4 separate regions of the Mus musculus genome follow, and regions 2, 3 and 4 are each linked to region 1. The links are chromatin contacts, called in public ChIA-PET and HiChIP or PLAC-seq maps. All regions are on one chromosome and are shown on one strand. Each heading gives the region's core, a stretch centred on a gene start, on an enhancer-like site or on the middle of the called end of the contact. The rest is flanking DNA. Distances are from core to core; before and after follow the strand shown.

What was found. ChIA-PET counts read pairs in DNA pulled down with a chosen protein or histone mark. HiChIP or PLAC-seq counts read pairs in DNA pulled down with a chosen protein or histone mark.
Region 2: an RNA polymerase II ChIA-PET map of memory CD8 T cells shows a contact between it and region 1, with 8 read pairs. The contact joins the promoter of Tnfrsf26 here to the promoter of Ppfia1 in region 1. A contact is called at or near these places in 2 of 115 datasets of contacts at active chromatin or transcription factors (bone marrow-derived macrophages and memory CD8 T cells).
Region 3: an H3K4me3 HiChIP or PLAC-seq map of bone marrow-derived macrophages shows a contact between it and region 1, with 3 times the contacts expected there. The contact joins the enhancer-like site here to the promoter of Ppfia1 in region 1. A contact is called at or near these places in 3 of 39 promoter capture datasets (cranial neural crest, hippocampal neurons and liver), 1 of 484 Hi-C or Micro-C datasets (forebrain), 1 of 115 datasets of contacts at active chromatin or transcription factors (bone marrow-derived macrophages) and 1 of 9 other capture datasets (adipose tissue).
Region 4: a contact with region 1 is called in an H3K27ac HiChIP or PLAC-seq map of extraembryonic endoderm stem cells, with 4 times the contacts expected there. The contact joins the promoter of Smim38 here to the promoter of Ppfia1 in region 1. A contact is called at or near these places in 2 of 115 datasets of contacts at active chromatin or transcription factors (bone marrow-derived macrophages and extraembryonic endoderm stem cells) and 1 of 9 other capture datasets (embryonic tail).

The regions. Positions count from the first base shown.
Region 1 is chr7:144,551,260-144,558,046 of GRCm38.p6, forward strand. It overlaps Ppfia1 (protein tyrosine phosphatase, receptor type, f polypeptide (PTPRF), interacting protein (liprin), alpha 1), which reads right to left and starts at 2,470. Exons shown (of 32, transcript NM_001195086.1): 1 at 2,260-2,470; 2 at 1,011-1,274. The coding sequence starts at 1,274. It also overlaps the pseudogene Gm35626.
Region 2 is chr7:143,625,510-143,632,296 of GRCm38.p6, forward strand. It overlaps Tnfrsf26 (tumor necrosis factor receptor superfamily, member 26), which reads right to left and starts at 2,336. Exons shown (of 8, transcript NM_175649.5): 1 at 2,289-2,336. The coding sequence starts at 2,333.
Region 3 is chr7:145,239,943-145,246,729 of GRCm38.p6, forward strand. It overlaps a transcript of Tpcn2 not described here. Among named protein-coding and RNA genes, the nearest start is that of Smim38, 35 kb to the left of the region's middle. Within about 2 kb of position 3,354, at least 19 of the 459 cell types and tissues checked have an H3K27ac peak or open chromatin away from gene starts, as enhancers often do. A contact at or near this core is called in bone marrow-derived macrophages, where this site is marked.
Region 4 is chr7:145,204,230-145,211,016 of GRCm38.p6, forward strand. Smim38 (small integral membrane protein 38) reads right to left here and starts at 3,890. Exons shown (of 3, transcript NM_001369202.1): 1 at 3,797-3,890; 2 at 2,700-2,776; 3 at 1,594-2,352. The coding sequence starts at 1,779. The coding sequence ends at 1,624. It also overlaps a transcript of Tpcn2 not described here. RefSeq lists an enhancer at 648-3,467.

The sequences.
Region 1 (6,787 bases), core at 1,220-3,719:
CTAATTAACCTGCTCATTCCTAAGACTCCAGGAAGAAAAGACAACTCTCTAGTCACCAAACAAAACCCCTCAGCACACAACACTAACACCAAATTACTGTTTCTAAAAAGGACATTCAAACATTTAGTCCCATCTCATAGAACTGACTTTACAGCTGAGAGATGCATCAAGGCACTCATTACTGACTTGCTAACTGATATCTGCAGACACACCACAAGAGCGTAAGTGCAGATTCCTTGAGCACCAAGGAGACGCCCATCATGAACCAGTAAAGTGGGCTGTCAGCAGGAATCTAAGCAACCCCTGCTCCACATGCCTGCCTCTCACCTTGGGCTTTGCTGGCTATACTGCCTTCTCCTTCCTATACCACTTAACTCCAAAAGAGGAGGCTCTAGCATACCAATCTAAATGTGATACTAAGGACACAGTAGGTATTTCAAGCTCTGAAAGTCTCATCTGCCTGGGAAGAGGAGCCTCAGGATTCAATTTTCAATCCTTTCTCCCCTGAAACAAAGTTTAGTTACAGCTCACAGATGTTCTGGAGAAAGCCTGTATAAATTTTTCCCATGAAATGAGTTCTATTTATCCACAAGATTTCCCTAGGAAATTGGAAGTCCACAAGACATAAACCAGGGATAAGATAAAAAAACCCTGAGATCCACTCCTCACAGATCCACAGCAGACAAGGACAAGTTTAAGACAGAATGGGACACTCAACACAGCTCAACTGCTTCATAGCCCCCTGTCAAAAACATTTAAGTGCTTTCCTAAATCTAGGCAGTTTCCCAAAGAGGTATGACAGTGGAGTGGTGTGGTCACATGGCTTTGGTGGATCCCCATTTTTTCCCCTAAATTGAATTCCTGAGAATTTTACCAGTGCTCAGAAAACATCAGAACCATCACTTCCCAAGTGGTTACACAAAGCAGCCAGCAAGCTAATACACTAACAAGACAGTCCTGCAGACATTTAAAGGCAGAAACCTTCCTTGATTTCAGTTTGATGGGCATACCTGTGGAAGTGCAGTATTGAGCTGCCTCTGCAAAGAATCTCTTTCATGACCAACTTCATGCAACTTCCCCTGGGTTAATGCCAGTGTTTCTTGTGTCTCTCTTAGTGTGTCCAGAAGGCGGTCCCGTTCTTCCAACATGGAAACCATGAGCTGCTCAAAATGCGAATCAGCATCTGGCTGTGAAGGGGAGCCTGACCCATGGCTCCCACCTCCTCCTGGAGGGCCTTCTGCTTCACTAATGGTCGGCATCACCTCGCACATCATCTTGAAAAAGGAACGGTACAGACCACAATCAGTAGGTGCAGAACAAGAGTTTCCACAAACCTGCAGCTTTCTGAGCACCACCTGTGGCTAATGAGAAAAAGGCTGACAGCCCCAGAGCTATCCGTGACGATCATCCACTCTGGATGCACACACTCTGGGAAGTAGCATGCACAGGTCAATATAATGAGCAGATTGGGGGAGACAGTCCTGGGAGCAAGAGGAGCTGGGATGCTCACCTCCAACCAGTGGGGGTCTGTTTAAAATCCACATTTAACAGCTGAAGACAGTTTCCTCAGGAAGAGAGATTCCAAACAGTCCCTCAACCACAGAAGAAGACTGGAAACTGACAAAACACCAGCACTATGGACCCAAGCATCCTCCAGGAATGTGTGCAGTCAGCTCCTGGGAAGGACTAGCAGGCACCCTGACTTGTGGGGCTGGATATTTGGTGATCAGCGGAAAAAGCAACTGGATTGGCTTTTTAAAGTCTGGACAGAAGTGTTTAGCAAAGGCCTGCTGCTGTGTAACGGTTGGTCAGCCAACCCAACTTACATAAGTTCACAGTCAAAGACAGGGGAAAAGAACAGAAAGAGAAAATATACCCACACTGGGAATCTAGGAAGTCGGGACAACAGGGCTAGGTTAAAAAAAAAAAAAAAAGGAGGAGGAGGAGGAAAAGGTGAGATGGAACTAGAGATTGCATGCTGTCAGGGCACAGGGTGGAGGATGAAGCAGAAGGCGCTGCAGGTGCATCTGAGCAGCACCCGCTGCCCCGGCCTGGCTCAGCTGACCCCACAGCCTCACTGCCCCCAACCTCACTTACTCTGGCCAGTCTAAGCGAACTCGGACCTAACTGCTATCAACCCGTTTTGCCAGGCTAGCCGCAACTCTGCTGGCTCTGCTGACCCCCGCACACTGACCCTGCCGACCCGGCCCCACCGACCCTGGCCCGCCACCCAGCGCGGCCCGCTCCACCCGCCCTCACCTTGGCCGGCGGGCGCGGCTCCGGGGCTATGAAGCGGCCTTCGGGCGGCGGCCGGCTGCGGGCCGACCCACGCAGCCCCGCGGCTGCGTCCTCGCCCGGCCCCCGGGCCCGCCGCCCCGCTCGTCACGAAGGCCGGCCCGCCGCCGCGGGACACTAGCGAGCGCAGAGAACCGGGCCCGGCGCGTCGCCGGCGTCAACGTGCCCGACGTCCGGCGCGTCGGCGCGAGCGTCAGCACCGCCCCCCGCGGGAGAGGTTGGCCGCGGGGCCGTGCGCATGCGCTAGATCCGCGGTAGTGGGCGGGCGGTCTATCGGGAGATCCAATTGGCTAGTCCTCGCTTTAGCCCCGCCCCCGGCAGGCCAACCCCCTGCGGAGACAGGGCGACCGTGGAAACACCGGTAAAGATCTCTGGCAGGTGTGCGCAGCTCGCAGTCCTGCTTCCGTGCTCTCACGCCAGTGTGTGTGTGTTGACGTCACCCAAACGCCGACGTCACCTGAGCACTCGCCCCCCCCCTCAAAACCCAAGACCTCTGGGGAGTCCCGCCGGACCACCTGCAAAACCGGAAAGTGCTGACAGGTCGGGCAAGGTACCTTCTACCTCTATGCCTACCCTTCAGAAGTCTGAGGCAGGAGAATTACAGCAAGGTGGAGACTCTGCCTGTAAAATACAAACAAAGGCTACTGCCATCAACCCTGACGACTGAGTTCGAACCCTAGGACCCAGAAGACCTGCAGTAGATCCTCGGAACCTACATAGTCCTGAATGTTGTCCTCTGACCTGCACACATGTATCGTGTGGGTGCATACATGTGCTCACATTCACACGCGCACACACAACAACAACAAAATGTAAGGGCTCAGTCACTCTTGCAAGTATTAGAACCTAAGTTCCATTTCCCAGACTCCACGTAAAAATAAAAAGCTAGCTGGCCTTGGTGCTACACGCCTTTATTCCCAGCACCCAGGCAGATCTCTGGGTTCAAGCTAGCCTTGTCTACATAGTGAGTTTCAGGACAGCCAGGAGTACATACTGAGACCTTGTTTTAAAACTTTTTTTTTTAATTAACGCCAATAAAATAGTCCAGAAACCAAAGCAAAATGATCATCAACCATAACTGAAAAGCCAATAAAACTTTCCAAAGGCCAAGGCAAGAATACTGTCGACTAGTATAGGCTACATAGAGAGCCAGGACAGTCAGGGTTACATGGGCAGATTCCTGTTTCAAGAAGTCAGTAATTAATTACAAAGTCAAGTTACAAGTATAACCAAGCACAATAGTGCCCACCTGAAATCCTAGCACTCAGAAAGCAGAGGCAGGCAGGCAGATCTCTGAGTTTTGCCCGATCTATATAATGAGACCTTTTTCCACAAAACAAGTCAGAATGTAAATAGAAGCAGCAAAGTCTTTAAGGACTATCAGCCACTGCACACAAGTTCTCAGTTGCCTTGATCTCAGGTTTGGATTTGAGGAAATGCTCAAGCCAGACGTGGTGGCGCACGCCTTTAATCTCAGCACTGGGGAGGCAGAGGCAGGCGGATTTCTGTGTTCGAGGCCAGCCTGGTCTTCAAAGTGAGTTCCAGGACAGCCAAGGCTATATAGAGAAACCCTGTCTCAAAAAACAAAAACAAAAACAAAAACAAAATGCTCATGTCTCCCCAGAGGTTCCTGCCAATACAGCCATCTCCTAAGAAACTGATCCAGGACCAAACACAGCTCAACAGGGCATACTGTACTGGGTCCTCTTCCACAGTCAGCACATGTATGAAGCTGGCATGGCAGAAAGCTAAAGAAAACAATGCTTCTCCAGCAAGTTTCACCACAAGCTAAGAAGCTGAGCTGCCCTTAGCAAGCAGTGCATGCTTTGCAAGATGTGTGAATGGGGAGGTGTAACCACCCTTAGCAACAGTGCATGCTTTGCAAGATGTGTGAATGGGGAGGTGTATCCGCAGAGAGATGTCATCCTGCTGGTCCCTAATGCTCAGAGCTCTTCCCCAGCTTTCTGCCTGTGGAAATCCCAGCTCCCGCTGATTGGCACCTATTCTTGCAGACCATAAATCAGCAGAGATGGATGTGAAGAACAGAAGCTACAGGACCATTGTCCCTCTGGATCGCAGAGACATGGCTAACACTCACAGTGGTTTAGTTTTTTTAATCCCATTTGTCCATGTCTCTGTGTCTGTGTATGTCTACACATGTGTATACTACAACATACATGTAAAGGCAGGAGGACAACATGCAGGAAACATTTCCATCTTTCTATCATGTGGGTCCCAAGGATTAAACTTTGGTCATTAGCCTTGGTAACAAGTGCCTTTACCTGCTGAGCCTTCTCACTGGTCCGAATTTTATTTATTTTAGAGGCGAGGGCCCTTTGAGACAGGCTAATGTGCAACTTTCCACACACTTGTCTCGACCTCCCACGTGCTGGGATGACAGATGTGTGCTATCATGCATGGCGTTGTCAGCCCCCTCTTTTTTTTTTTTTTTTTTGGAGACAGGGTTTCTCTGTGTAATTTCATGTGCTTGAGTGTCTGTCTGTCTGTCCGTAAATATATATGCACTGGAGTTACGTATAGTTGCAAGCCGCCATGCAGGTGTGGGTAATGGAAATGGACAAAGTCCTCTGCTAGAGCTCCAAGCGCTCTTAACCACTAAACCATCTCTCCAGTCCCATCCAAGCACCACACCTTTTTTGAGAAGAGGTATCAAGTGTCCTAAACTAGCTACAAAGTAGCAGAGGCTAGCTTTGAACTCCTCCTGATAAATGTCACAAGCATGTGAAGATAACCACTCACCACCACACCTGTTGCATGGCTTCTCAGTCCCAGGCTGAGGAGTTAGGTTCTAGGAGCTCCTGAAACAAAAAGGCAGTGGACCTGAGCGTCTTCAGTCCTCAGGCAGTTCCTCCTGCCTGGGCTAGACTTTATTGAAACCTTGCTCACGGGCAAGTCTGTTCTTCCTTGCTGGGAATGTGGTCTGTTTGGGTTGATCTGGAAACACAGATATCTCTAGATGGAGTGATAACAAAAACAATTTGGGGCTAAAGAGGCCACTCAGTAAAGGGCTTGCTGGGCAAGGCTGAGGACATGAGCTTCTTCCAAAAACAAAACAGAATGAAGACAAAATAAAAATCAAAACAAACAAACAAACCTGGGTTTGGCCGAGCAACTATGTAATCCCAGCCTGAGGCAGTAAAGACACTGGGATCCCTGGGGCAAACCAGAGAACAAGGTGCCAGGCCTTCCTCAGGATGACACCTACACAAGTGTCTACACACATAAAAGTCACATTTGCAAAGCCTCATCCCAAGAGCCCTGCACCCTTGAAATCCCATTATCCCCAACTTCATACTATGTTCTCCTGGCCACTCCTCTATCCCCCAGTGAGTGAGGATTGATGTCAGTCAGCTAGAGCCTTGCTCTCCTTTGCCCCGTAGCCTAGGAGTTGGTCTGGGCATCTGCTTCTCATCAGTGAGATGTAAGGTAAACTACACAGAGTATTCTGGAGTATGTCTTTCCTGATAAAGGGTAGTAGTGCAAAAGTCCCTTCCCTCCTCCTTTGGGACAGGCTCTGGAAGGCTATTCTGTGGCAGCCATTTTGAGAGCACAAAAGAAAAATACTGTTGCTTTGCCTTCATCCCTCACTGCCCTAATTGTACTTGTCCTTGAGGTGCTACAAGAGCCCCCAGTGTCCTGTCAGTGGACGATGCTGTCACACCCCCTCCCCCGCCACATTGATCTATCTCTCTCCTTCCTTCCTTTTGCTCTTATTTTGTGAGAACTTGAAGGTGAAGCCCTGCATTCAAGGCTCACACTATTCCAACTCCCAGGCCTGGAAGTTGGCTGTTGAGTTTATCCCCCACAACTCCTATCCTAGGCCAAAGGATAAAAATTCACTCACTCTCTGCAAGCATTTCTTGTTATCGGCCTCGCACTTCTGAGAGGAGAAAATAGCCCAGATCAGAAATCAGTAACAGTATCTCTGGCTGTCCATTCAGAAAATTCCTTTCCACTGTCTCTCAGGAAATTTCCCACTCCCCCACCCCCACCCCCCTTTTTTTTCTGGTCCAAATAGCAAGAAAAGTCAAGCAAGAAACTGAGAAATTAAGGAAAACACCACTGCATTTTTTTCAGGAGAATTAAAACTAATAATTTATATTGAGGTCTGGGTAAAGGAGCTTGCCACCAAACCTGAGTACCCGAGTTTGATCCCTGGGATCCACTTACTAGAAAGAGAGAACTGACTCCCACTCTGATCTCACAGGCCCACTGTGGCATTTCACCCTGCACACATACACACAAGAGATAAATACAGGGCTGGAGAGATGGGTCAGCAGATAAGAGCACTGACTGCTCTTCTGAAGGTCCTGAGTTCAAATTCCAGCAATCAGATAGTGGCTCACAACCATCCATCGGACGACCTCCTCTGGTGTGTCTGAAGACAGCTACAGTGTACTTAGATATAATAATAAATACATCTTTGGACCGGAGTGAACGAGGCCAACAGTAGTGAGTGGGACTGGAGCGA
Region 2 (6,787 bases), core at 1,086-3,585, 930 kb before region 1:
GCTTGCAAGTGCAGATACTCAAAGACTTCTCGCAATTTTTGCCTTTAAAAGCCCTTCTTTCTGGGGCTGGAGAGATGGATCAGCAGTTAAGACCACTTCCAGAGGACCTGGGTTCAGTTCCCAGTGACCACATGACAGCTACAATTGTCTGGAACTCCAGTTCCAGGGGCTGTTGATACCCTCATTCAGACATACATGCAGTCAAAAAAAATTTTAAATGAACATAAAATTCAATATATATATACACAAACACATATATACCTATATACACATATGTGTACATACATATATGTGTGTGTGTGTGTGTGTGTATGCCTTTCTTTTTTTTTTTTGTTTTTGTTTTTGTTTTTCAAGACAGGGTTTCTCTGTATAGCCCTGGCTGTCCTGGAACTCACTTTGTAGACCAGGCTGGCCTCAAACTCAGAAATCTGCCTGCCTCTGTCTCCCAAGTGCTGGAATTAAAGGCATGCACCACCACACCCGGCTATATATACCCTTTCTTTACCACTCAGTTTGCATGGAAATCTTAGAGATTGTTTTCCTGTTAACATTAATCAATAAATATTTTAATTATAGCTGTATTGACTCTGTGCTCTTTCGCCAGAGGTCAGGAACTTCATAAGCCTGAGAAAGTGCCCAGAATCACATGCTCATCCATGCAAGTCCCTTAGGGAGAGAGCTGAGCACATTTCTTAGCCTGTGGACACTTGACACCTTTGGAGGTTCACAAAAACCCAGAGGTAGCTGAGGACCACTGACTGAAGGCCAGCCACTTGGAAGGCACTATTTTCTAGAAGAGAGAATCTCTCTCTTTTTTTTTTTTTTTCTCAACAGACAGTGGGAGGAAGGTGTCACTGTTTCAGGCTACTTTCACTCTTGTTTGGTGTGAGGTTAAGCGAGAGTCAGACTGCTTCTGTCAGCTTCTATCACAAACCAGCTACATTAGCAGTTCAAAACAACAGCAATTTTGAGACAGTGTTCTATAATCTGGGCTCCCTATGTAGCTGAGGACGACTTTGAACTACTTATCCTCCCAAGTACTGGGATTACAGGCCTATGCATCCCACACCAGGCTGACAGCACAATTTTGAGGGGAAAAAACCTCACACTTGAAAAATGCCAACTTTTGTAGTCAAGGCTTGGCGGCTCAGGCCTGGGATTCCAATTGTCACGAAGCTGAGGTATGAAGACCAGGCTGGGAGCCCAGTCTGGGCTATATAATATCTGCCTCAAAAGAGGGAGGAGGAATGGACTGGCAAGATGCTTTAGAGGGAAAGGTGCTTGCTAGCCAGCCTGATAACCTAACGTTGATTCCTGGGAGCCACATGGTTGAAGGACAGAACCAACTCTTGACCCCCCAATAAATAAGTAAAATAACGAAAAATTATTAAAAATAAAAACTAGTGGCTGGAAGTATGACTCCGTAGTTAAGAGCACTTGTTCTTGCAAAGGACAGCACCCACATGGTAGCTTACAATAATCAGTAACTCTAGATCTAGGGAGTCTGATACCCACTAGCTTCCACAGGCACTCTACATAGGTATACAGTCTCTCTCTCTCTCTCTCTCTCTCTCTCTCTCTCTCTCTCTCTCTCTCACACACACGCACACCATACATATAATTAAAATAAAAGACAAATGTTTATAAGGTAAGACGGAACAAGAGACTCTCAGAAAATGATGAAACCATTTTTGTAGAAAAGTTAGCAAGGCATGTTGGATCATGCATTTCATCTCAGTACTCAGGAGGCAGATGTAGATGGGTATTTGTGAATTTGAGTTTGAGGACAGGCTAGTCTACACAGTGAGTTCTAGGACAGCCAGAATTACTAGTCTCAAAAAAAGAAAAAAAACAAAGAAGAGAGAGAGAGAGAGAGAGAGAGAGAGAGAGAAAGAAAGGAGGAGGAGGAAAGAAAGAAAGAAAGAAAGAAAGAAAGAAAGAAAGGAAGGAGAGGAGAGGAGAGGAGAGGAGAGGAGAGGAGAGGAGAGGAGAGGAGAGGAGAGGAGAGGAGAGGAGAGGAGAGGAGAGGAGAGGAGAGGAGAAGAGGAAAGAGAAAAGTTAAATGGGGGGGGGGGGTTCCACTGCTTTGTAACAAGAAAAGATAAAGATATAAAACCAACTCCTTCTCTGTTAAATCCCCTCACCCCATTCTCCACCTCCACCATACAGGAAAGGAGCTGAGAAAGGAGACCCAGCCTTATCACTAAACAAGATCCTGTGTACTGCTGTGACCATGATAGCCTGCTGGGGCTCCGCTATGGTTCCCACACACTTGTGCCTCTACTCACCCTCAGAAGCAGCCCCAGCAGTAGCAGAAGTCGCAGCCTGGTCATGATAAAAAAAAAAAAAAAAAAAAAAAAAAAGGTAGGACAAGGCAGAGCCGAGAGAGATGCTTGAGGAGTTGTGAGGACTAGCCTGCTGCAGTCCAGATGCTGCCTTGCCAGCGAGGCAAAAAAAAAAAAAAAAAAAAAAAAACCAAAAACAAAAAAAAACCACCCCCTGCTTCCGGTCCAAAGAAAGACTGACTTCCTTGCTCAATTGAGCTGTTAGTGTTTTGAAAGTTTACAGAGAAGTTCTTCAAAATCTCTCAGGGCTCCACTGGCACTAAGCAGCAGCAAAAGGCACTTCAGCGTCAAGAAGTCTGAAAGCTGAGGCAGCTTAAGCGATGCGTGCATGCATTGACCAATGAACTAGACCAGGACTGTGGGTCAGCCATAAAGAGGAAGGAGAGCCTCATATACGTTAGGCGTCCCTACAGAGCCCTAGGCCACAAGGAGCTGGATGGTCTCAAAAGGACAAAGAGCTTATGCATCTACTTCTGAGAACCCTAGAGTCTCAGGCCTACTGAAGCAGAAAGCAGAATGAAACACCTAGACTGGAGAGGGACGGACAGTGAGTAAGTAGCTCATGGGGTTACAGTTTTATTTCAGTAAGATTGGAAAGTTCTGAAGGTGGATGGGTGGACTTGGCTTGATTGCAAAAGTCTATATGATATGTCTTTGGGAGCTGGTGGCTAGGGATGTGACTCAGTTGGTAGAATGATACCTGGCATGCATCCCCTGCGTTCCACCCCTACCATGGCTACCCAGTCACTGATAGTACACACCTGTAATCCTAGCACAAAGGAAATGTCTGTAGGAGGCTCAAAACCTCAAGGTCATCCTCAGCTGAGGTCCAGACCAGCCTGGGCTATGTGAAACCCTGATCAAACACAAACAACAAAAATGAAACAAAAACCAAGAAACCTAGCCTACTCAGCATGCTCCAGAGATCATATCTCAACAAAACAAGGTGGAGGAACTCAGTGGTTAAAAATGCTTACTGTTAGTGCTAGAGAGTTGCTTCAGTAGTTATTGTTATGAAGTGAATGAAAAAAAAAAAAAGAAATGGAAAGGAAAAGAACTCCTAGGTATGGTGGAAGAGAAAGTCTATGGTTGGTATGTGGGAGAGCACAGAGACAGCTGAGAGAGTCCAGAGTGGACCAGACTGAGCTGGGCCATGTGGGGAGAGGGACCTCAGGTCCTGAGTTTGCTATTCAACACTCACAAATCAATACTGCAGGTAGCAGAGACCTCCACCAATCAATCAATATAGGCATCATAGACCCCCAACAACCAATACTTCAGGCAGCAGAGACGACCCCCTCTGACACACACAAGCCTAGAGCTGCCCTAGGGGGAGACAGGGTTTCTCTGTATAGTCCTGGCTGTTCTGGATCTCACTTTGTAGACCAGGCTGGCCTCGAACTCAGAAATCTGCCTGCCTCTGCCTCCCAAGTGCTGGGATTAAAGGCATGAGCCACCACTGCCCGGCTCTTTCCTTCTTTTTTTGACAGGTTCTCTCAAGATAGTCCCGGCTGTCTTGGAGCTCACTACCTAGACTGAACTGGCTTTGAATTCATGAATATTCTCCTGCCTCTGAGTGTTGGAATTAAAGGCATGGACTACTACATCCAACTCCCTTTCTGTTCTCTCTCTCTCTCCCCCTCCCTGCCTCCCTCTATACACACACACACACACACACACACACACACACACACACACACACTGGCTCTGATGAAGTACCACAGGTGTGACACCCTCACAGGTATGACTGAGGATGTGGCAAGGCTGGGCCTGATGTTTGGATATGCAGAACTCTAGGGCATAAAAAAAAAAGAAAGAGAGAAAAGAGTAAAGGAAACGGTTCATCAGAAGCTCAGTGAATGAGCAGGCTGGTCCAGTCAGCAATCATGAGTGCTGAGTGGAGGAGCTACCAGGAAGTCATGAGTCACTTGACATCAGCTAGGTTTATGGTAATTTCCAAAAAGCCACATAGGTGCATACAGTGTCTGGAGAAAAATAGTTGGCTAGTTCTCAGCCATCCCAGATAAACTGCTTTTTATTCAGGTTATGTGAGAAACAGAGTTATGCTTTAAGTTTTTATTACTGTGCCTAAGAGGTGTGTGAAACAAAAATGCCTCTAATCTGTAAGCCCCTCCCTGCCTAAGGACAGATGCCTCCAGAAATGCTGGAAACTAATATTTACAGAAGATTGTTGTGTTTATAAAAAGATAAATAGAGGAGGAATATGTTTTGGTGGGTATGTAGTCAGGTGTGGGGGAAGGGGTACCTCGGCAGGCCCATGCTGAGGCATCTCTTCCTCCTTCAAGACCAGCTACATGACAGTATAGTATAGAGTTTATTCAGGGCATGGGGATGGGAGATGAGAGGGTAGTAGAGACAGAGAAAGGGGGAGGGGGGCTGGCAATGAGTATGTGGAGAGAGATGGGAAGAGGAATGGGGAGAGAGCAGGGAAGGGGCAAGAGAACAGAGAAGGAGCAAGAAGGAAAGAGCAAGAGAGAGTGGAGGGGGCAAGCAGCCCCTTTTATAATGAGTCAGGCATACCTGGCCATTGCTAAGTAACTGTGGGGTAGAGCTTAGACAAAATGCTAACATTCCCCCATTTTGATTTAATTAAAAAGAAAAAATTAGAAAGAGGTGATGGTGGAGCAGGAATAGGGTTGTTGTGATCTTTATCTACTTCCTGCTGATTTTGGGGCCATGTATCTCTAGGAAACCTAGGAAAGAGGGTATGGGAATGTTGGTTCAGTCTTAGGAGAATTGACTTTTTCCTTGCTGTCCAGGGTCTGTGGACTGTCTGTGGATAGATCAGAAGAAACAAGTCTAGTAGAAGGATCTGTGTCTGTGAGAGGAGATTGGAGCATCTGGAAGTTGCTTCTCTAGAGCTGTCCTAGATGTAGTAAGCACCTGGACTTGACAAGATGCTGAAGCACGCACACACACACACACACACACACACACACACTATAGGTAGAGAAAAAGATTACGTATGTTTGGGAAAAAGAGATTTTTTTTTCTTAGATGTACATTGAAACCCAGAGGAATCCCACCCTCTAGAATAGGTAATAAGTGGGAACTTTAGGCTATTGATTAGCAGATGTACTTATCTGGATGGAGTCTATTTGGTCCATGAGAGATAGAACTGCGTGGTTTTCCTGTAGCTTATAAGTTTACAAAAGAAATAACAACATGAGCTAACAACATGAAGAATCCTTAAGAAGAGCCATTTTTGGAGCAGAAGGATCAAGGGTCTTTTCCTCTTGTCTAGGAGACTGAATATACATCACTTTAAATTTAGTTAAAAGACAACCAAAGAAAACTTAAAATTTGAATTTGTGACTATTCAATTGGATTGTATAGTGGAGATATTTAATGTTAGGGCAGTGGTATAGCAAGGAGAGGAAATATGAGACATTTTGTCAATGGAAACAAAGTTTAGGTAAGGAAGTAACAGATTACATCTGTGAAAGCCTGTATCTGAACTTATATATCATTTATCATGAAGTCTGTAAGAAATCTGGCATCTTAGATAGTTAATGAATTTATTAATGAGTAAATATAGTTGTAGATTGCCTTAGGGTAAGGAGCTAGGTCTGTTTTCTAGCTGTCAAGCTACAGCTACGTTATCTGTCAATGTAGTCAGAAATGTGGGGATGAATAAATTATAATCTAGAAGTCACGTATTAATTAAAAATGACAGAGTTCATCTATAATCCACTACCTAAACAGTTCCCTGTGGTCTCATGGCGACTTGGGTAGAGTTAGTCTGGCTTTCAAGCCCAGAAGACAAAGAGCCTTTTCTCTGTGGAACAGATAACATGTGAAATGAGAAATGACTCACCTTGACTTAGGCAATATGAGTCAGTTGACTCTTAGGATATCCAGTCTTGTCCACAGTGTTTCTCAATGGTTATCATACCACAATCCAAACAGCCTCTTGTAGATGTGTCTATATCTTCTGAGACCTTGTTGGGTAAGCTGTTAGGCTTTGGGAGATTCTGTCTGTCATAAACTTAAAGATATTAATAATTGGCAACTTCTGACAAGATTGAGAGCTATATCAATTGGTCATATCTGAGTTAGAAAACTTGTTTTTGTTAAATTACTTGTTTGAGAATATATACACTAAATAGAGCATAGAGAAAAATGTATTTTGTATTAGCAGAGAATCACTTGCCTTCGAGCTGGTGTGGAGGACCAGAATGTAAGGGAGTAAGAGTGCTGGCAGCAGTGGCATGAGACTGTGCTAACAGAAAGTGAGTGTGTCCAGGTGGGTTCAGGCCTGTGACATGAACTGCCACCAGCTGGACCCAGTCGGAGTCTTTCCACCTGGGGAAGAAGGCAGGGTCCCCGTACTCAGGTGGGCAAGGAGTTGGCGAGTAACAAACAAACACGAACACAAGAGGGTGTTGGATCTGAATGTAATTTCTCAAAGCATCAGACTT
Region 3 (6,787 bases), core at 2,104-4,603, 690 kb after region 1:
TTGGGACAGGGCCAGGCAGCGGTGTCTGGGGCTCTTGGCAAAAGTGCTACCCTCCCAAGATCAAAAGTCCTTCTCTGTGTTCCCACTGGCTTGAGAGCCAGGTGAAGTGGGGCCATACACTGTGGGCTAGGCAACACCAGGGTTGTCTTTCTGGGCTGGAGGGGGTGCTGAGCACAGGTGTGCCCCTCTGATCCATGGGAACCCTGGCTCAAGGGGCTGTGGCTCATGTTACAAAGACCCACAGTAGGGTCCCCTCAAATGGGCACTCCCTAAGGATACTGTCCCACTTGTTTGGGGATCATTAGCTCTGTGACAAAGGAGCTCAGACTAAGGAAACAGGGAAGCTACAAAGTTCACAGCCCTGCCAGCTGACACGGCACTGTTCATACAAGCACAGGGAGTCCAAGCAGAGGGATGGGAATCCCGTACATCCCACGGGCAGAAGAGAGCTCAATGCAAGGAAATGCCTGTTGTTAATGGCATAACCTAAGGGCTAGATATCATGGTCTTAAACTCATCCAGGGTGGTCTCCCCACCATAAGCAAACTGGAATTATCATTATCATTCCTGGGTCCCCTGGCTTGCTGGCCAACAGCAGGGAGAATAGCTCTGTGTGTTGTTGGCATGATGACCCTGCGCATGGCAGCCAGGACAAGCCCCAAATATATATATCAGGAAACTGAGGCAGTAACCAGCTTCATCTTGGGTACTACTGAGGCATCATGAAGTAGAGCAGTCTCCAGAGAAAAGAAAGTTGTCTTCAGGAGGCCCTGTAGACACTCAATGGAGGGATAGTCCCTATTTGCCATCTAAAGACGACTGTACAAAAGTACAAAACGCATGTGAACCACCTGGCAGAGGGAGGACCCAAGACTGATCCTTGGGTCTCCTCTGAAGAAGCTGACCCTGTTCTCCCAGGAACAATCTCTGTTATTGCAATCACCTTTGTGAACCAGCGAGTGGCTGGGTTCATAGAGAGATCTGTTCCCATCATCATATATGACAAACTTCATAGAGGTCCAACTGCCACCAGGTACAGAGTAGTCTGGGGCTGAGAAGGAATGTCACAGCTACCCTGTCCTACATTCTCCTCTCCCCTCCTCTCCACCTCCATCTGCCACATCTAGCACTTGTCCACTCATAACAGTACTGGGAGCAGGCAGTCCCTGTGTGAGGCCAGAGGACCTGCCAGCAAGAAAACGCTGCTTGTCGGAGAAAACACCCGTGCTAAGCCAAGCGTGTCCCAAAACCCCACACACAGCCTACCTCATAGGTTTGGTTAGTCAGGGTTTTGCAGGTGTGATCAGATAAGCTGGACTCACACTGGAATATGTGTCCTAAGGCCAGCTCTGGCATCCTTGTAAAAGGAGGTAGGCACACTGGGAAGAAGGGGAGGCCAGACAATACATGGGGGTGGGGCAGGAGTGACCCAGTGTGAGGATCCATCCTTCAGCAGCAGCCTGACTCGATTCAAACTCGCCGAGGAGACACACCTATCCGTATATCTGTGAAGGGGCTTTCAGAGAGGTTTAACTGAGGGGGACCCACCCTGAATGTGGGTGGCACCATTGCATGACTGAGGGTCCTGGAGTGAATAAAAAGAAGAAAATTAACTGAACACCATCACTCCCCTCTCTGCTTCCTCACGGGGTGGGAGGAGAGCTGGCAGGGTGGGGTGGGGGTGACAACGACTGTATCCCTTCAAACTGTGTGCCACAGTGATGTCCTCCTCCCTTAAGTCACTTTTGTCAGGTCACAGCAACAACGTAAGTGACAACAGCAACCCCAAAAGCTAGGGAGAATCTTCCCTGCACCTTCAAAGGCTACGGACACCAGCCCACCTTGACCTTGGACTCAGAATGGGAAGGTGGGTTTTTTTTTGCAGTGAAAAGCCATGCAGCAAGCTTGGCTTCAAAGCCAAGGCTACTCCAGGAGGTCAGGACTACACCCATCACCCTGAGTTTGGGCAGATCAATTGCTCTCAACATGTGGAATCCATCCCTGTCACTTTACTGAGAACTTAGGCATGAGAGGAAACAAAATAGAAGCCAGTAGTCCACCTCAGTGTATTCAGAGGAGGGCTTTTGTCTCCTACCCCGTGGCAATTTTACCACCCGGACTCCTGCCTGGCCTGGAGTTCCCCTCCATTGGCCACCAGCCACCACCACTGGCTGGAGCAGAGATCACCGCCCTGCATGCTGTGGTCACGAGGAGTCCCTGCCCTTTAGTTATGTGGTAGTTTATGTGCCAGGGGAAAGCAAGGCCAACCAGTCCCTGGTGCCCCCAAACACATTCTTGGCATCTCACAAAAATGCTGAAGGTACCTGATTAGAGAAATGCTTTGGGCTCTATGGGCCATGAACTCTGAGCCCTAGGGAGGCAGTGACTTCACACCTCCCCCTCGCCCACCCCGTCCCTGCCAAGTCTGAGCTGCCTACCACATCAGTGACACCATCGCGGTTTCTCTGTCCACGCACATGGCCAGTGTTTCTGTTTTCTTGAGGCATCAGCTTTGATACACACAGAAAAGGGCGGGGGATGTTAATGTGGGGAAGGTATCTATTAAGGTCTGAGCTCCAGTTCCTTCCTGTCAAACGGAAATAAGGATAATCATGTGTGCACATTAAACTGCACATGTCAGAGTCCCCATGGTGGTCACTGTCACCCCAGAGTCTGTTCCAACACTGGCCCAGCCCAAGGTCAACCATTTCCCCATTCAGGGTTCAGTGCCTTCTACACTTTCCAATGTCCATAGAGGACAGAGGATATGTCAGAACATGGCCAGATTTGCATCCCAAACTGGACCCCTTCGGCAGCTCACAGTGGAAACCATGTGGTTGACCCAGAAGTGGACACCCACACATTTCTCCACCTATCAGTCTGCCCATCAGATACCTCCTGGGCATCTTTCTATATACCAGTTCCTCCCTGAGCACCTGGGACTTGGCCAAAAGTAAACTACATCTCTATCCTGGTGAGGTTCACATTCTAGCCAGAGAAAGCCCATGATAGGGGACCCCTAAATACACACCACATCAGACAAGAGGAACACCAAGGGACAAGCCAGGCCGGGAGAGGAGACAGTCCTGGAGACACACTCCTGCCCTACAGTCTTCTGGGGTCCCTTAGGCCAGAAGATCTACACATACATTCAGATGGGCAAGGGGGGACAGTAGAGAGGACAATACACGTGGGCCTTGCAGTCAAGGAAAGCTGCCCAGCCGCGAAGGAAGCCTTTATGAAAATAGGAAGGAAAGATCATTTAGGTAACCACCAGTCTAGCCTTAGAGTGGGGAGGTGAGCGGACTGGGACAGGATCCACCCACTGCCGCTGGAGCTCTGCTGTCCTCTGCTGGACAGATCAGGGATTTCAGGTACCCTAGTCTGGGACTCCTATCTCCTGGATAATCTGCGCCTGCCCCAGGCCCTCACCTGTATGCAAAACACCTCTGGGTGCCAGTTCATACTACCAGCTGGACCCTATGAAGGGCACACATCCCGTTACCCAAGCCAATTCTGGGTGCCCTATGGGTTTACAAGGTGCCAGTGACACCAGCCCACAGCAGGCTCTACTGGGGCCTCAGACATCAATGGCATCTGGGTCTGCATACAGGTGCCAGCTGTCCCAGTGCACACCTCACCTGGGGGAGGGACACTGCTTAAAATGCTCATTGAGACAGGTGAACACAGGACGGAGCACCTTTGTATAGATGCAGAGGTGAAGGGGGTGCTGTCAAGGAGCCCCCAAACTGTGTGCCAAGTAGAGAGCCCGTGAGAAATGCAGCCCCTTCCTTGCTGCCCTGTCACACCAGGCTTCTGTCAGCCATTTTTCAGTGATGCTACATACCATCCAAAGCCTTTCTTAGGAGCTGTGCTCTCCAGAGTGCCTACAGGTCCAGGGTTCAGTGAGGTCAATCCTAAATTATACACAAGGAAACAGAAGCAGTGGGAGAGGGGCCCAGAATAGTGCCCTGGCCTGGAGAAATCCCCAGATATTATCTCCTAAGAATCACCATTAAGTAGGTTGATCTATCTATCATCTATCTATCTATCTATCTATCTATCTATCTATCTATCTATCTATCTATCTACCTACCTACCTACCTACCTATCTACCTATCTATCTATCTATCATCTATCTAAGGTCCACAGATCCCAGAGGGGCTGATCAACCCACAATGTCTAGAACAATCCCCATCTAAGCAGGCAGCGGTGAGTACCAGCCAGCATGTGCCTGCTTGTGGACCCCTCCAGCTCAGGACAGTGTGTTTTCACCAGAGGACAGCACTCTGTCCCACTGGTAGCCCTAGCCCAGCTCAAATATCTTCCAATGCTATCACTTCAGAACAAAGTGACAAGCCAACATGGACAGAACCTGCTTCCCTAGATCACTACATAGAAACAGAAACTGTCTCTTAAGCCACTCTGTCCCTACTGACTTCCAGTCCCACCTCAGGAGTCTGGTGGCCTAGGGTCCATCATCAGCATGAGTGCTGGTAAGAAGCACCCACAGAGGACTGAGCTGCCTCAAGCCTCTATGACAGGTCACCACCGACTGGGGTACACAGACCAGACTGTCTCCCTTCACAGTTTGCAAAGCCAGGCATCCAAGTTTGCTGACATCTGGGCCCCACCCCTCCAAAGGGCCCAGGGAGGAGCCTTCCTTAGCTCTAGCTTCCTGATTCCCAGGCCTCCCTCAAGACATACCTGTATCACTCGATGTCCACCTCCATCACCACAGGGCTCTTCTGTCTCCCCTCACACAGACACCAGTCATTCTGTGAGGCTGACCCTTTACCCACTGTGACTCCACCTCAAGATCTCTAGAGACTTCTGCAGATTCTATCCCCAGGCAAAGTCACACAGTGCTTAGGGACTAGGACTCAGAGACACCTTTGGAGGTCAGTGGGGGTGGAGAAGGAGAGGCATGACCATTCTCAGAGTGCATCCCCAGACCTGTACATCACAGGAAGCAGTTTAGCACAGAGACTCCCCACCCAGCCAGAAATTGAGGGTGGGGACCAGCAATTGGTTGACAAGTTCTGATGGATATTAAAGCCTAGGGACCAGGACAGCTCTCATGTTCCCAGCTGCTGCAGAGAGCCTGGTAGTGGGAAGGTTGTCTTGTGCCATGGGTTTCTTCCCTGGGGTTGAAGTACCTGGGACAGGTGACATGCATAACCACGCCTGCCACACCCAACCCTGTTAGGAGAAGCAGCTGCCCAGGGGGCGTCTAAAAGTTAAGAGTGTGGGGCTCATGGGGCAACTGGATCACTTCATGCCCACAATCAAGCAAGTGGGCTAAGCCCTAGCTAAGCTAAGAGCCAAACAGAAGCTTTTCCAACACCACAGGCCAGCAGACAGACTAGAACCCCACTGCAACAGTCATGGAGGGTCCCTAGGGGCCAGGAATCCTGGACAAGAACCAAATGGTATCACCAACATCCCTAAATGCAAATAGTAACCACAGTTCCGTGGTAGCTCTGAGCCCACTGAGATACCATATGACTATCACTACCTACTCTTAAAAGTATCTTTAAATTTTTTTTGTAATTTTTTTCCATTTCCAATTTTTTAATTAGATATTTTCTTCATTTACATTTCAAATGCTAACCCAAAAGTCCCCCATACCCTCCCCCCCCTACTCCCCTACCCACCCACTCCCACTTCTTGGCCCTGGCATTCCCCTGTACTGAGGCATATAAAGTTTGCAAGACCAAGGGGTCTCTCTTTCCAATGATGGCCGACTAGGCCATCTTCTGCTACATATGCAGCTAGAGACATGAGCTCCAGGGTACTGGTTAGTTCATATTGTTGTTCCACCTATAGGGTTGCAGACCCCTTTAGCTCCTTGGGTACTTTCTCTAGCTCCTCCATTGGGGGCCCTGTGTTCCATCCAATAGCTGACTGTTAGCATCCACTTCCATGTTTGCCAGGGATGGGCATAGCCTCACAAGAGACAGCTATATCAGGATCCTTTCAGCAAAATCTTGCTGGTGTATGCAATGGTGTCAGTGTTTGGAGGCTGATTATGGGATGGATCCCCGGGTGTGGCAGTCTCTAGATGGTCCATCCTTTCGTCTCAGCTCTAAACTTTGTCTCTGTAACTCCTTCGATGGGTGTTTTGTTCCCAATTCTAAGAAGGGGCAAAGTGTCCACACTTTGGTACTCGTTCTTCTTGAGTTTCATGTGTTTTGCAACTTGTATCTAATCCTCTTTATTTTTATAAAATGATAATTATTCATTATATTTCTATTATTATTAAGTAAAGGTCTCATGTTGCCCAGACTGGCTTGGAACTCACCCTTGTGACCCCCACCTTTCTACTTCCACCTCCTGAGTGCTGAGATGACAGATGTGAGTATACCTGTCCCTTAGAAATCACACACATGACAGTGTATTAAGTTGCCAGGTGATCCCATCACTCTGAACTGCTCTCTAGTACACACACTCCAATGGTGGTTCAGGCCAATCTGAAAACAGTTCCAAGGCAGAGCCTGAGATCCTGTAGATGTGCAAAGGCCTGGAGCACAGGAAAGCGCCCAAGTCTAAGTTAAGTACCCAAGCTTTGACCCTCACCTCTGCCCTACCCAGAGTGTTCTGACTAATAGCTCATACATTATCACTGTTAGGGTAGGATTTGGGGAAGGTAGTTATATCTTCCAACATCTCATCTTTCTGGGTACTTGGAGTGCACTATGGAGTGCTTTAGAACACCGGGAAGCGCAAGGCCAGGCCCAGGGGCCTGTAGATCCACTGTCAGGGGAAGCCTAGCGGGCTCACCTCT
Region 4 (6,787 bases), core at 2,640-5,139, 650 kb after region 1:
AAACCAGTCCCCAAAAGGCCAGAACAGGACAGAGTGGCCCAGGTCAGTGGCAGGGTATGGGGAGGGGGAGGCCATATGCTGTTCATTCTCCTCCAACTTCAGGCACACTGGGAGTGGGTGCCTCACACTCCTCCCAGAGGCTTCTCAGCCTTCACAGACTGACCTGGAACTGTGAGCTGAGCCCATGACTTACTTTTGCCCCAGCATTTACCACAGCAACAGTAAGGGGGCTAAGACACTGTGACCTTATTCTGGATTATGAGATGCAAAACTTGGGGTTCCTTAGGGACCACTTTCCATCTCTATTGACTGTCTCTGGACATGGAAGCCATGTAAAGACCCTGAAGTGGCTGCAGCCTTCTGGCAGCCACGAAGCCCTAAACCATGTGCCAAAAAGGGCAAAGCAGAATCGAGTCCATGCCAAGTCCCAGAACTTCTGCACTGCAGCCTCAAATGCCCACCAACGTCTTGCTACACGATTTGGTTCAAGGGGAAAACAGGTCTACTGACTACAGCCACAGTACTGGAGAGTCACACAAAGTTGGCAGAACCCCATCTCCTGAGGTCTTCTCAACAGCGCTGGATCTCTCACGTACAGAGGATGCACATATTCACACGTGAGCGTGTGAACTGTGAACTCTCCTTCCATCCAATGCCACCTGGAGTGCCCAGGTGAGTCTTTTTTTTTTAAAAGATTTATTTATTTATTATATGTAAGTACACTGTAGCTGTCTTCAGATACCCCAGAAGAGGGCGTCAGATATTGTTACAGATGGTTGTGAGCCACCATGTGGTTGCTAGGATTTGAACTCCAGACCTCTGGAAGAGCAGTCGGGTGCTCTAACCCACTGAGCCATCTCACCAGCCCCCAGGTGAGTCTTCAAAACAAAATCTTTAAAGCCATATCACCAATCGCATAGGTTCATCTCATGACAACAAGGCAGGAAACTGAGGCTCCGATAGGCAGAGAGATCTCAGAGCCAAAGAACTGGGCTTGAACTCCAGCTCATGAGACCATCTAGAGACCTACCCTAAGGTCTTCTCAGGGAAACTGAGGCAGCTGTCTGTGTCCAGTGACCGGTTAGGACATTGGAGATCCATGACAGCACTTGCCTTGGGAGCAATGATCATGGCTGTCCTTGTGGCCTCACCTTACAACCCCAGCCTCTTACAAAGAATTAGAGATAGGGGAGAGCCAGATATTTCCTAGGGCACACACTGTCATGGGGGTCTAGAACCTGGTAACAATGGTCGCTTTGACAGCCTGTGGGTGTGCAAACACTCCCGTGTAGGGATAGTCCCAACTAGTCTGAGCAGGTGCTTGCTGGGATTCTCGGAATCTTGTCTCTTCTACTGCTCTCTGGTTTCAGCACACTGGATAGGACATGAGGATCATGCACCTGCCTGGCTGGTGAAGGCTAGGGAGGTTAGCCCAACCTAGGGGATCTAGGGGGCAGGTGTGGAGGGTTGTGGCAAGGGAGAGTAACAGTGTGCTGCAGGAGGGTGTCTGTGGCACTTGACTGATGACAGGTGGGTGTCCCACTACCTCCTGCCAACCCACAGAAGGATGATAGAGCCACAGCACACAACCTTCTAGATTGGGTCTTTATTGTGCCCCTTGGCTTACTCTTCCTTGGGTTTGCCAGGATGAGGCCGGGCCAGCCTATAGTCCATATAGGTCCCCAGACAGGACCACAGTATGAAGCGTACCAGGAGAATGACAACCAGGAGCACCATGAGTGGGTCAGAGCCAGCAGTGTCCCCCAGCCAGGAGGCCATACTGAGGAGGGAGGCCACCATGCAGGGTATAGCAGTAGCAGCAGCCTCGCTGGAGCCTGATCTCAGCCCTGCCTGCCTGCCTGCCGGTGGCCCCTTCTGAAGGACAGATCCGTGCAGTCCACAGCCAGTCCTTCCCACCGCACTGGGCCTCCCCGCCTGTGAGGAGGACAGTTGGGGCTATAGGCGGCCTCCTTGGTCAAGAGGCCCGTGTACCATTCATGGGGAGCTAAGCACTCCGTGCACCGACAATGGCAGCATTGTCCAGAGGCCCTGGCCGCGGGAGGCCTGCGGGAGCCCGCCTCCCGTGCTGTCCCCGCGGCCCCTGCCTGCCAGGCTGACGTAATCCCCAAACATCTCCCGGCGGCAGCTGCAGGGCGAAGCGGCCGCCTCCTCCAGGCCTTTCCGGCTGCCGCAGACAATCGAGCCCTTTCTCTCCCCAATTAGCTATCACTTCTGGAGGCCAGCACGGTCCGAGGCTGGGCGGGCTGTACAGCAGCAGCAGCAGGCCCGCACCGAGCAGGGGCCACGAGGCTTGCAGGGAGGCCCGGCCCAGCAGGGAGGGCGGCAGGGAGACTGTGCGATTGAAAAGAGGAGAGAGGCACAGAGAGGGGGGGAACAGTCGGCTGGAGCCCAGAGGCGACCCCAGACATGGCTCAATTAGCACACAGGCTGTGCGCTGAGTCCCTAAGGCTGCCCCAGCCTGTAGTAGCATGGGGGTAGTCAACACAGACCGCCCCAGAAAGGGTCTGGAACCTGGAGGAGTGGGTTTAATCTCCCTCTCACAACCCCGGGAGGGCAACCTCTAGAGATGGGCTGAGCACCACCTACCCCAGCTCCATAGGAGGTTTATGGGAAGGAACCCCTATAACCCACTTCCAGCTTCCCACGCAGGGCTGTTGGCTGATTAGCCTGGGACTCACTGAGTGTCGGTGAGGAAGATGCTCACTTCCTTAGACCTCAGGTTCCTCTCTGGGAAATGAGGTCAGAGCCCCCTGCTCTGAAAGACAAAGAGAGAATACTTAAATAGGCCCAGCACCCTTAGAGCAGCCGCTCTGAGGACACACCTCCAGAATTTTCCAGAAAAACAGCATCTGTCTGCCAGTTACATGTGCTCATACATACACGTGTGACCACACGCATGTGAGGACTCTGTCCCCCTGTGTGAGCTACTCTGGCCCGGACCCTGTCCCCAGTCTGGCCCCTCACAGCTGAGGTCTCCTTAGATGAAGAAAAAACTGGCTTGCTCTCCCCTACTTCTAATGCCAACCCTGTGTCCCACTAAGCAGGACCTCACCTGCAGCCAGGGGCACTGGGAGAAGTAAGAATACTTGGCCACAGGGTCCTTCCTGGACTTTCAGCCCAAGTTGTCTCACCCGGAAGCAGTCCAACAAGCCATGAGACATGCAAGGGGGCCTTCCACGTGGAGAATTGTAGCCTATCACTGGTCGCCTCTCTCTATTTCTGAACTCTTTCCTTCATGGCATTAAGAGTATTCACCCTGTATAGCCTTTCTAGAAGATTTCAAATAACGACAAACACAAAGGACTGGCAGGCAGCACATCATAGAATGGGAAGTGGAGATTTTGAGAATGGTGCCAATTTGAGGATTCCACAACACTAACGCCAAGTGTGCCAGAGGTATGTAAGTTCCCTGTGTCCACCCTCCGCCTCTCACGCTGCAGTTGGTACATCCCTGGGACTGACCGAGGTTGTCTCCCACTCTGCAGTGCCAGGCCACCCAGTCCAGCACTCAGGACAACATTCTTGAAACATTCCTGGGTTTGCTTTTCTAACGCTCCAAATGTAAGTGAGGATCTAGAAATTAGGAGCCAGGCCTAACCAGAAATTACACCAAACATTTCCTCCTCAGGGGTTTCTGGAATGTCTCAGACAGAAGGCTTTGCTCACTTACCAAAGGAACCCAAGTGAATCTGGGGTGAGAGTCCCCCAATGGATGCCACCATGCTCTTGGGAAGGGAAGAAGCCAAGGGCTTACCTTAGCCAGCATTTCACTCACCTGAGAGGCCACATCTCCGGGTGAGGCTTTCTTGGAAGCCGAAGCTGTCTGACTTGAGCATGGCCACCAGCTCGGGCCTATTACTGGTGGAGCCAAGGTGGCCTTGAACAAAGCTCTGTGTTTATCAAGCACACCATCAGATAGGGAAAGTCAATATTGTCCCAGGTCACATGGCATCAAGACACAGGAGACTCTGGGGTCAAGGAGGCCTGACCCTTCCTGCTCATATGCCTCTGGGAGTCAGCAAGCATAAAGTCTGCCGTGTGTCCTTCAGGGAAGCAAGTGTTGGCCCTCCTAGCTGCTCCTAGCAGAGGAGGTCAGTGGGATGCTGGAGGATGAAGTCAGGGAGGATGGAGAAAGCATAGGAAGAAGCAAGACACAGATGGAGACAGTAAAGACACAGCTTCTCTGCCTGGAGGACACCAGGGTGCTCTCCACTGTGGTAAAAGGGACTCTCTGAGTCACCCACAACTGATGATGAGCATGGTCTGTGCTCTTCCTGGTCCACTAGGGTCTCGCCAGCCTCGGTATTGGGACCACAGGAACTGTCCCCTGGGCAAATTTTTACCAAACCTTGACCATACAATAGATGGGCTCTTGGTCCCCTGGACTAACTCAAGGGTACACAGCCACCAGACATCCCCAAATTGGGTGGAGAAGGCCAAAAGTCAACCCTCTTTTTATGGCTTCCTCCATCCCCACCTTCCTGTTTCCTAGATTTCTCACCGACCTCTTGGACCACCACATCCAGAATCACCTGCTATTGGACACAGCTCAAAGCAACATGAAAGACCCAGAGATAAGTAGTGTTTGCTATGGTATTCAGAGTTCAGTCATGAAGGCTCTTGTCCCTTGTCACAGAGAACAGATCAGGGGACTCTGGCTATCTTCAAGGCTTGAAGAATCCACAGTGACTTCCTACACCTACATGTTCAAGCATTGAAGTGACAGGGACAGGTCCTTGCTCACTGTTCCCTGATATTTGCCAGGTATAAGTCCAGTCACTAGTGAGGCCAGTGGAAGGCTGGTGTGAAAAGCAGAGGGGGTTCCAGCTCCTGCCAACTGTGGCAGTGAGCTTGTGATCTTTCTGACTCCATGTCCCCAGAGCTGGGATCATAAGAGTGTGTCACTATACTTGGCTTTTTTGCACAGGTTCTAAGGATAAAACTTGAGTCCTTACTCTTGTGTTGCCAGCTCTTTACCAACCAACCAATCAACCAAACTGTCTCCCCAGCCCAGTGCTCACTTCCTTTATATCCTGGCCCCTACAGCCTCTGAAGTCTCCCATGTCTATATCATGACTCTCACATGTCCCCTGGTTTCATGTGGTCCGAGGCCTCCAGGGCAGGTTAAAGGAAACCCACATTGCATTAGACCTGATTCTGCCAAACTGTGCTGCCTTGAGCTGGGCTAAGAGTAGGCCTTCCCAGCCAGTGTCAGTAACTACTGTTACTGGCATTTCTTCTCAACATTTGTTTTAAACTATATTTATGGGTGTTTTTGCCTGCATGTATGTCTGTGCACTATGTGTGTGCAGTGCCCACAGTACCCAAGAGGACATTAATTCCCCTGAAACTGGAGTCATAGACAGTTGTGAGCCATCATGTGGGTGTTGGGACTGGAATCTGGGTCCTCTGAGAGAGCAGCCAAAGCATTTCATGGCTGAGCCATCTTCCCAACCTGTTGTTGCTGGAACTTCCAACCCCAATAAGCCCATATAAAAACTATGCAACTTATATGTTTTAAGACTAGATTGAGCAGATCTAACACTATACTAACTTATTCCCTAGTTATAAGACTTCTTGTTATTTGTGGGGGTTTTTGGCCATGTGGTTTGTTCTATCGTGGCTATCTCTTCTTTTGTCTTTTATCCTATTCCATGAGTTCCTGTATCCTCTCTTCAAGGTTCTGCTTCCACATTTTAATTTTTTTCTATATTGTAATTCTGATATTGTGATATTTATTTTATTTTGATTGATTGATTGATTGATTGATTGATTGATTGATTGATTTTAAAAGATTCTCCTCCAAGCCTTGCTTCCAATCCTCATTATTTTCTCCCTGGCTCTCAGTCTGACCTGTGAGCTCTTGAATCCTTTATTCTAGCATCTTCTCCAGCTCCTGTCTTCAAACTTTATTTTCCTCTCTCTGTTGCTTATCATGACCTATAAATTTCTGTGCCTTTAGTTCTAGTGTTTCCTCTAACCTGTGTTGCCAAGTCTTAAATTTCTCTCTATATTGTTCATTCCGCTCTATAAATTTCCATATCTTCTGTTCTAGGCCTAGCTTCCACAATTTTAATTTTTCTTTATGTTGTAATTTTGATATTGTAGCATCTACCTTATTTTGATTTACTAATTTTAGTAAATATCTTTTAGAATCTGTTTCTAAATTTTACTGTTATCTCTTTGTTGTTTCGTCTGATCTATGAAATTCTGTATTTTTGTTCTAGCATCTTTTCTAGCTCCTGTCTCCAAAATCATTACTTTTACCTTTTTTGCCAAGACCAGACACTCAAGCTGAATGAGGGCAAGAGAGCAAGAGTGGGAAGAGACGGAGAGAGCCTTGCAGAAGTGTGTGGATTACAAAAGAGGAAACTGTAAACTGTTTCCAAGGTGGAGCCTAGGCAGCGAGAAACCCTCCCAATCAATGAAAACTCCGTGGCCAGCCTACGTCTTCCCTTAGAACCCTAACCCCAAACTCTAGCCACAGTGGGGCCTGCTAGTGCATGTTCATGCCCATAAAACAAGAACTAGGGAGGTAGAGCAGGTCATAAGTTCAAGGCCAATCTGAGCTACAGTATCAAACAGAAATCAGTATCAAAAACCCAAAGGAATGTGGCAGAGTGGCTAAGGCACTTGCCTCACAAGCAGGAGACACAGTGTAGGTGGGTGTGGTGGTCTGTCTGCAACACCCCCCTATTGTCAATCTCAGTTTGCCTGAAAGACTTTCCTGTCTCATTGACTAAGATGGAAGAGGGCCAGAGAATAC